Regions from separate parts of the Neogale vison genome. Here region 1 is linked to region 2. The links are chromatin contacts, called in public Hi-C maps. All regions are on one chromosome and are shown on one strand. The core of a region is the stretch at or near the end of the contact, and the rest is flanking DNA. Distances in the headings are between cores, read along the strand shown.

Region 1 (4,812 bases), core at 1,546-4,045, 66 kb before region 2:
GAAGAGGGTTGGGAGGGGGTACCTGGGCTGGGGAAGCCCCTTCACCTGTGCCATCCAGGCCTCCACTTGCTTTGGGGTTTGACTGCTCTTGTCTGGGGGGCTTCTAGATACCAGGCCTTGTGCCCTGCACTTCACTTACAGTCATTCACTTAAGTCACCCTACGACGTCGTCAGGTCAGAAGACGAAGGAGGAAACTGGAGGCTAGAAGGTCATTCGGGTTTCCAACCTTAGCTCTCTGCCCACAAGCTTGACTCCTCCCACTGAAGGACGCTCTTCTGCCCAGGTCTCTTGCTGCGCTCCCCTCTAGAGCCCCGCCCTTTAACCTTCTGAAGTTGATTCAGCTCCTGTCACTGTCTCTAACTATGCCCTGTAGTCCTGCTTGGCCCAGAGCGGTTTTACACCTGCTCGATTACTGTATTAGTGTCTAACGTGTTCACTTTACTTAGTCCTTACTTTTTGTAGATTGTCACCCCCATAAGGCAGGGATTTTTATTTCTAACTGCTGTATTAGTGCATAAACAATGTGCATATAATAATAGGTCAATAAATTGTAAATCTCATGTAAGCAGCAACTGCCTCTGTTTTTGAATCGACTTGAATTAGAAGTGCCTGGCACCCAGTAGGTATTCAGTACATAATTGTTGAATGAGTGACTGAATGTACTGCTTACTTCATCTTTGCCCTTTCAGTCACTCACCTCACTATCCCAATTTTTTGGAGAATTTTATGAATTCCTTAGGATTCCTGCTGCCGAGTTTCCTCCCTTCTATCAATGCACTCATTACCTTGATCCCCCACTCCTACCTGCTATATCACAGTTATATTTCTTGCTCTTACTTCCTCCTTCAACCTTCATTACTTCTTGGAAAGCTCTCTAACCCGCATTTTGGAACATTTTCAAGCCGGGTGTCTTCATAGGCAAGAGAATCCAGGCTAAGCCACACTGAATCCCCCAAAGAAAAGCTTTCCATGAATCATCCATGATTCTGGTTTTTGTTTTTCCTCAAGGAGAACTGAGGATCCTGCACTACCTCCTAAACTGAGATCATGGTCATTATTCATAATTAGTCCAATAAATATTTATGGTGTACCAGTTGTGTTCCAGGCACTGTGCAAGATGCTGGGACAAGATAGGCAAAATCAGAGCACTCCAAGGGATGCGTAACACCAAAGAGAATAATCATGGTAAGTGCTGAAAAGTGTCCTGGCTTGAACCCAGTTCTTTCTTTCTTTTTTTTTCTAAGATTTTTAAAATATATTTGAGAGAGAGAAAGTGAGAGCATGAGCGAGGAGAAGGTCAGAGGGAGAAGCAGACTCCCCATGGAGCTGGGAGCCCAATGCCGGACTCGATCCCGGTACTCCAGGATCATGACCTGAGCTGAAGGCAAGTCGTCCAACCAACTGAGCCACCCAGGCGCCCTTAACCCAGTTATTTCTAAGAGAGATTGTGACAAGCTTAAAAGTGGGGGTAGGTATGGGGTTATAATATCTTGCCCAATCACACTTATTTTGTTCAGCTTTATAAATGACCCTATTAAGTGGGAATGTAAGGCAGGAATTATTTTTGCAGGAATTATTTTTCCCAGAACTAGAACGAAGGTCTAAGAAAGGTCAATCGACTTGCCTGATGTGACACTGCCAAAAGACCACTCTCTGCCTTGCTCTCCTTTTTTTTTTTTTTTTTTTTTAAGATTTTATTTGACAGATAGAGATCACAAGTAGGCAGAGAGGCAGGCAGAGAGAAGGTGGGGGGAGCAGGCTCCCTGTCGAGCAGGGAGCCCGATGTAGGGCTCGATCCCAGGACTCTGGGATCATGACCTGAGCCAAAGGCAGAGGCTTTAACCCACTGAGCCACCCGGCTGCTTCTTAATCTGAAAGGCATGAATCAAATGCTTAAAATCGTCTTCACTGGAAGCTTCAGAGCAGAAATCAGTTTCAAACCCTCTGAGTAATGTTTCAAAACCCCTTTCAAAGGGAGATACCGGAGACTTTCCTTAATCAGAACTACCTGGGGCATTTTGTAAAAATGCGCATTCTTGGAGCCTGTCACGGACCTATCCACTTAGACTCCCTGTGGGTCCTGAGACTTGCATTTTTAAACATCTAAAGTGATTCTTCTGCACATAAAAGTTTAAGAACCGCTAGGAGAGTTTGGATGGAAAACCTCAGCCTTAATGCAGAACTAATATTTGCTTTTGGGATAGAGTTCGTCACAATTCCGAAGATTAAGCCGTATGTCCTTGAGCAGATGGAATACAACGGCTTTCTGGCCAGAATCTCCTTTTTTTAATGTAAATATTTCTTGGAAATTGGGTGTTCTGCTTAGCAGATGCTCGGCTGCTGGTGACTACAGGCAGTTCAAAGATCTTTTGGCTCTTTTCCCGACACCCTATTAGTCACTGTCGCTTTCCACAACAGAGTCAGGCACTTACTCCGCCGACCACGGTGGGGCGCACGCGGCATACATTGCCAGCTTATCCCTTCCTTCCCGGGTCCGCCTTCGCGCCCTTAAGTCCGGGAGAGTTCTTGCCTCCGGTGTCCAGCTGTTGCTCTTTTCTCGCGAGAAGTGCTCCTCCCATCCTCTCCCGTCGTCAACCCCCTCCCGTGGGCAGGTTCCATATTGGGTAAAATCTCGGCTCGTGGAGAGTCCCGGGAGCTGATCTCGCGAGAGTACGGCAAGAGGCTCCTGTTCGCTGGCTTTGGAACGGCGACCACTGGAACCTCAGCGGGCGCTGCAGCTGGAGCGGTAGTCCCGCGGTGCAGCCGGGAGTCGGCCTGGTCTGGGAGAGGGTGCAGGGAGAGCGTGGTGGGCGCAGCCTTGGGCTCCGGAGCGTGCCCTTGCCCTTAGCCGGGCTCGCTCCGGTCGCTGAGGCGCGTCCAGCAGCTGCGGCTGACAGGGGCCGCGCGCGCGGGAGTCGGCGGGGTCGCGTCTGCCGCACCTGCGCCGACTGCCAGCTCCAGGTCCCCGCCCGGCCGGGCGGGCGACGAGGGCCTGGGAGCGGGAGCGGGCGCAGGCGGGGCCCCTCAGGGCCACCTCCTAGCCCCGCGGCCGCCGCTGGAAGATGTCTCAGGAGAGGCCCACGTTCTACCGGCAGGAGCTGAACAAGACAATCTGGGAGGTGCCCGAGCGTTACCAGAATCTCTCCCCGGTGGGCTCTGGTGCCTATGGCTCCGTGTGGTGAGTGTCACCGGGCTTGGGTCTGCGGTGGGCTGAGTCGCCCTTAATACCCCAGAGCCAGGCCTGCCCCCATAGCTCAGCGATGCACCAAGCGGCAGGAATTTTCCTTGGGGGAGAGCACCGCTGCCTCTTGGACCCCTGTCCTGCACTCCCTGTACCCCTTGCACCCCTCACTCTGCACCCCCAGGTAGGCGGTCAGCTGTGTGCAGGATGCAGGTCCATGGTGGGTTGTGGTGCTGGAGCTCGGCCCCGGCTCGCACCTTGCGCAAGCCCTTCTTGTGGGGATTGCTGCTTCGGGGGCAGGCACGGGGGCGGGGGCGCCTCTTCGGGGGTCTCCCTGCCAGCATCCAGCAGGAAGATCCTCTCGGGAGGTGCGTCTACTTTGGGCGCCAAAGCCCGCCCTCAAAGCAGACAAGCCCGGGAAGCTGCAGGGAGAAGCAGAAGGGCAAAACTCGACCGGGAGATGCGGTTGTCCGAACAAAACTGACGACGACGAAGGGCGTTCTGTCCGGGTTTTTTTTTTTTTTTTTTTGCAAACCTCTTTCGAAATCTCCTTTTGAGAAGCATTCGTTTTGAATTCGCACTTGGATTAGCAGCGACCCGTAGAACCTAAAATACCGACTTTATCTCGGCCAGCACAGTGCCAGCTTGAGTGGTGTGTTTCCGATTCGGTTGAAAGCGTATTTCCTTTTTGCAGAGTGGGGGTGGGTGGTAGTGCCTGCAAGAACACTGCAGCTTGAGAAGCTGGCGGCCTCACTGATTAGTCACATACCACTGCTCATTTAAGTATTGTTTGGCAAAACAATTTTCCCCTTTGGAGCAAGCGAGATTCAGATCCGTTGGACGCGCTCAAGAGCAAGAAGTTACTAACAATGCTGGGATGTATTGTAAATATTTTTAAATTGCAGTACATCTTGTGAATATTTTTTTTTTTTTTAAAGTCCGTGAGAGAGTTTGCAGGGAACTTATCTGCATTTGTAGCCTGAGGTACACGATGTTTTTTGTAAAGATCTATAGCAAAGGAAGGAGTAGTCTATAGCAAAGGAAGGAAGAGACACGTCTCATCTTTAAATCATACTGGGTGTTTTAAATTAAATTGATACCATAAAATTTCTGGATCTGAAATATTTCACTAATTTAGGTATTACACACTCGATTTTAGATTTACTGTAACTTGAGAGCTGCTGATTTGAGACTAATTCATGTATTCATGTGCATGCATCATTTGAAAAGGGCTTTATAAAATTATTTTTTTGTTTTGGAACAAATTCCAGACTTTTGGATGTGTTAATCTTTATAATTCCTGTGTTTCTTGAAGTCACATCATGAATTTCCTGTTTGGTAGAATCTTCTGGGTAATTGAGATTATGCAATTGTGTCAGGAAACAGATCATGTTGCATCTTCTAGTTCAAGCTGTGTGAGTTAATGTTGCTGATGGCTCCTTGCTTGACATCTCCATTTTTTTAATAATACGGCATTTTAGATTTTAAGGGAATTTGCGACATTTTACTATAGATGTGTATATATGTGTGTGTGATTGATTTGCAAATTTTCAAAGATTTATTTAGATCATTGCTTTTTTGATAGCTTACTTTTTTACCTTTATTTTTCATTCTCCAGTTGACATTAATT
Region 2 (4,896 bases), core at 1,087-3,586:
GCTGACAGGATTTGTGACGGGCATCAGAAGACAGCCCTTCTCCCTTCCTTTTCCTCTGAATGTCGGTATTGACATGGAGATAAACTACTCTCATTTTCACAGGGAATATGAAAAGCTATTTTATATGACTTTTCCCCTCCCCTTTAACTTCCTTTTTAGGCAAGGCTAAAGGCAGTAAGAACAAATGCAAAGTTTTTGGCCTCTGGTTAATACATGCACATACACTGTGAGTGTGCATGGAAGAGTTGGCCACCAGAATAAAGGTTTGGACACTGTAGCCTGTTGCTCAGAGCCTGGGGGTTGTGTGAGTTTTGTCACTGCACTTAGTGAGGTGGAAACCTCTGGAGTCCTGCTTCATCATGGCGCTTTCAGAACACGTGCCCGTGCGGCGGGCGAGTGGCGCCCTCTGGTGGGCGACCGTCGCTCACCGCACTTCTCTGCCCCGGGAAGCCGTGTAGAGAGAGAGTTTTTCTAGAGGGCTCGCTCAAGCGGTTAGGCTCTGGGATAGTCAAGGCTCCTGTCATATTAGGAGCTCCTTAGCTTAAGCCGTCAGGGAGTATACACAGGTGGCCCTGGATGGCCCTCGCTCCAGTGCTCTGCTGCTTTTTTCTTGTCTGTAGCACTCTGCTTACCCGTGCTCTTCGCTTAACTGGCCACTTACTAATGCTTTGGTGGAAGGTGAGGAGGTCGGTGTGGGCTGAGTGAAGCTTTTGTGTTTGCACCCGCTGTCTTCGGCAGCTAAGTACCCAGCTAAAGTCACTTCGCTTTACTGACCAGTGACGTTGACAGATCCACAAAATGAATATATATTGGATATGTGTGTGGCGCCGTTCTGAGTCTTTGTACAGGAGGAGCGTGTTCCACTTGGAATGACCGTCCCGCAGAAGCCTTGATCTAGACGAATTCACCATTTTGGCCTGGTTTGGGGTTTTTACTTTTTGTTATTGGGGTATTTTGTTTGTTTTGTTTTGTTTGTTGTCATTTGTTTTTTATTTTTATTTTGTCCCAACATTTTCCTTTATAGTCCACCATTAGATATTGATCAGTTGAAGCTCATTTTAAGACTCGTTGGAACCCCAGGGGCTGATCTTTTGAAGAAAATCTCCTCAGAGTCTGTGAGTTGATGCTTTGATTGTAATTATCTGCCCTGTTGGGAGCCTCTGCCACTTGCCTTCCATCAATCTGTACTTTGCCCCGGGTATGTTTGTAAGCATGTGTGCCCTTTTGTGCTGACTTCCTGGATGAGGGGTGTGTGTGTGTGTGTGTATGTACACGTGCACTCGTCTGCCCCCATGCATGAGTGTGTTTTGTTCTCTATTGGAGTATGTACTTAGATCATGAGAGCTTGTATTGGGCAGTAGTATCCCAGTAAATGATTTGTGATTCTAACTCATTCCAAGAGATTAAAGGAAAATATGCCTCTGTTATCAAGCCCTGACATCATCTTTCTCAGAAGTTTCACATATACTTGAGTTCTTTTTAGTTTTCGGTTAGCGTGTGTTCTCAGAGCATGAACTTTACCACGTATTAGTCTAGCTTCACTACAGGAATGAAGTGTGCATTGTGTCCACGCTACTGCCCTTTTCCAGAAGTTACTGCTTTTTACTGTTTTAGAATAGACAGTGCACAACATCTTGTAAAAGTTGTCTATTCCCAGCAGGGGCATTTTTCCACCCTATCTCCAGACCAGTCCTGATACCTCACATCCATTGGAGTAGACTTGTAGTAAATCCTTCCTCCCACAGCCTGCCTTTGTCATTACACGTTGAATAACCTGAGAAAAAGGTTTGGAGCTAATGCCTTCCTTGCTCTAAGCAGGGATCTAGAGAGAAGCCATGGGAATGTGACTCTGGCTTACTTTGGCTCCAATTTCCTGCTGTTGGTCATTTTCTGGAGCCAGAGACAAGAGAGAAATCATGAAAGCTCAGCCTTTCTCCCTTTTCCCCTCTGTCTGCTGCCAGGCAGTTGACGAAAAGGGGAAAAGAGCTGTGGAGCCGAGCTCCAGTTGTGCCTTCCTGAATTCTCCTCTCACCATTCTGACTGAAGGGGTCCCTTTGCCCAGTTGGAAGGACTCCTGGGTAGCTTGAGGCAGGCTTGAGCAGGTGAGTTTGAATGGTTCATGATCTCCCTTATAACATAAAGAACATCTCCCTTATTAACATAAAGAATATTGTCATCTGGTATGTTTCTGGTACATTAAAAGACCATGCATTAAAAGACCACAAAGTCCAGTGTATTTATGAATTTGCACTTGGAGGGATATAAGAGACTGTGCTGGCTCTATTATTTTGTTTCATTTATTTATTTAAGATGAAGAAGGAAAAGTACAGAAAAGCTGTGACTTGCCTGAGTCATGCACTGAGTCATTTGGCAGAGACAGCTGAGCATCTCAGATGTTCTGATAACATGATCTCTAAACTTTAATCTCATGCGATTGCACACTATTTTGAAAGTCATTGTTGGAGTTACCACTGTGTCAACCCAAAGCAGTGTTTTCTTTTGCTTTATGAAATGCAGAAGCTGGGTAGAGTGAATCAAAGAAGATAAGGAATGCTCCTTAGAGAAGATGGTACTTTCTTGTTTTAAATGCATGTGCTGATGAGAAAGACTGGTAATACAGAAGACATGGAGGCAAGGCGGTGGGGGTGAGAGGAGATTCAGTTTATTTACCAATCATACGAATGCGACTAAGACAGTAAATTCACTCCCTGTCTGGGAATGGCCACTAGCAGCTCCTTCTCAGTCCCCTCTCCCACACCCAACCACTGGCCCTGTAGATATGTGCTATTAGTCACAAGAAGTTCTAAGAGGAAAAGCATGGATAATATGGTATTTACCTATTATTAATCCATCATTTATTTTTAAGAAAGAAACAACATCAGGTGCCCAACCTAATGAGATACCGTTCTCTTATGTGATAAGGGCACATCATACATTTAAATAGCTCTAGAGTTGGGCATAATAAAATGGGCTGTCAGAATATAGAATGTACTCCAACAATGAATATAGGAATAAGAAAGGTTTTTTGTTTTTGTTTTTTGGTGTTTTTTTTTTTCCCTACATGGTTATGGCAAGTGGATAAAAGGGGTTTAAATGGTAGACAAGATTAGTTTGGTGGTAGTAATACTGCCCAAGTAGCAGTTTATCTTAAAAACACATGGTGTGTGTGGGACACACGGTGTGTAAATAACAAAGCCAGGTGAGTAAAATTGTTTAAGGATTTAAAAAAAAAAAATTCATTAGTGAAGGAATGGAATAAAAGCAAGCCAATTGCTATTTTCATTACTCCTGAAAAGTAGTGATGCCATCATTCTTTTTCTTTTCAAATTTCTATTTAAATTCTAGCTAGTTAACATACAGATGCCATCATTTATCTAGAAATCCAATCAATAAACAGTAGGACATTGTAAGAAAATGCAATAATGGATGCACTGATTGAGAACAAATTGGGATATGCTATGAGAAAGGGGATAAATAGGTTGTGGCCACTAAAGAGAGGCCTGTTTCCGTTAGTGACCCAGAACCTATAGTAATCAATGAGAGAACAACAACAACAACAACAAAATCATATTAAGCAAGCAAAAGCCCTTTCACTGACTCCCATTTTTCTCTAGAAATATATTTTTCCTAGCTTCCTAATAGGAAGGGGATATAATAACCTATTTGACTAATGGAGACAAAAATAGAAAAATGCACCAGCCAAATGTTATTCCTAGGAGAGAGGAGAGAGGTGGCTGGATTCTAAAATTTTAAAACCCAACTGGTATTCTGCTATTGCTGGTTTACTTAGTGAGCCCCTTTTGTTGTATTGGCATTTAAAGTACTATTTTTTATGTAATTTGTTTCGAGGTAAATCTAAACTTTGTTGAGGGAATGTTAAAAGGGCTTCATGCCACCTTTTGAATTTGCTCCCTCTGTCTTTGGGCATCAGGACTGGGAAAGGCAGGATGGAGCTCAGGGTCCTAGCTCTGTCCTGCTGGCCAGCCAGCCAGGTATATTTGTAGTCCTCTGACCATGAGAGAATTTGAGGTCAAGAGAATGAGTTAACATGAAAAATTACTGAAGGAAGCCTCAAAGAAGTGTGATTGCCTGACCAGGGTGCTCCTTGAAGTTGCTGCTACAACCGGAGGAAGGAATTAATAGTTTAAGAAGAAAGGGAATATAGAAAGATTTTAATTGAATTGCATTGATTTTTAAAAATCCCATCAGTGTTCCTTTAATAGGAACTTATGATAAACCAACAGTTCATATAACATTTTGGGGGAGGGGGAATTGCGTTCAAGTTGGTGGGGCAGCAAGAAGAGAGAAGTGTGGAATACCGTTACCTTACGTGCCTGTACATAGCAGTTTCCTCCTGGTCAGATCACTGCAGAGCGTTTTGCAGACTTCCTCTCAGCTGTGTAAGTGAAATCAGCCTGGTCACCTGTTAGAGACTTGTGGAGGAAATCACTTTGGCGTGTTATGCTACCATCAGCAGCCTGTTTTGTCTTTGCCATTAGCTTCTGACTTTGCCCCGTGTCTCCTCTTTCTTCATCACCACTGTGTGTTTGTGGCATGTTTTATAAATGTACCACTACTAATGTCCTTGAAACTTGGCTTTGCTTATCAGCTCCCACAGGCACCCATGTCTTACATTTGAGGGGTGGTGCCTGGGAGAGTTACCAGAACCCGGGCCATGAAAATGTAACCTCTTCCTTGAATGGATATAGTGAAAATTTTGTTTTGTCTGAAGACGAATCAAAATTTTCTGAATCAGCTCCATTTACCACCACCCCCTGCCCTAAGCAAGCAGGTTTTGGCCATCAGTACTTGAAAACAGTTCTCTGGCTGGCATCCTGGATCAAGGGGCAGTCTCTTTCCAGGGAGCCTAAAATATTTAACATTAAAGATGATGCT

What was found. A called contact is a pair of places that touch in the nucleus more often than the background predicts.
Region 1: a contact with region 2 is called in a Hi-C map of fibroblasts, with 4 times the contacts expected there. The contact joins the promoter of MAPK14 here to the enhancer-like site in region 2. A contact is called at or near these places in 2 of 3 Hi-C or Micro-C datasets (fibroblasts and muscle).

The regions. Positions count from the first base shown.
Region 1 is chr1:116,829,315-116,834,126 of ASM_NN_V1, reverse strand. It overlaps MAPK14 (mitogen-activated protein kinase 14), which reads left to right and starts at 2,795. Exons shown (of 12, transcript XM_044254815.1): 1 at 2,795-3,179. The coding sequence starts at 3,064. It overlaps SLC26A8 (testis anion transporter 1), which reads right to left and starts at 886. Exons shown (of 20, transcript XM_044244457.1): 1 at 881-886; 2 at 1-103. The coding sequence starts at 886.
Region 2 is chr1:116,762,626-116,767,521 of ASM_NN_V1, reverse strand. The region is part of intron 8 of MAPK14 (mitogen-activated protein kinase 14); the gene reads left to right. Among named protein-coding and RNA genes, the nearest start is that of MAPK13, 31 kb to the right of the region's middle. Within about 2 kb of position 2,336, the one cell type or tissue checked has open chromatin away from gene starts, as enhancers often do. A contact at or near this core is called in fibroblasts, where this site is marked.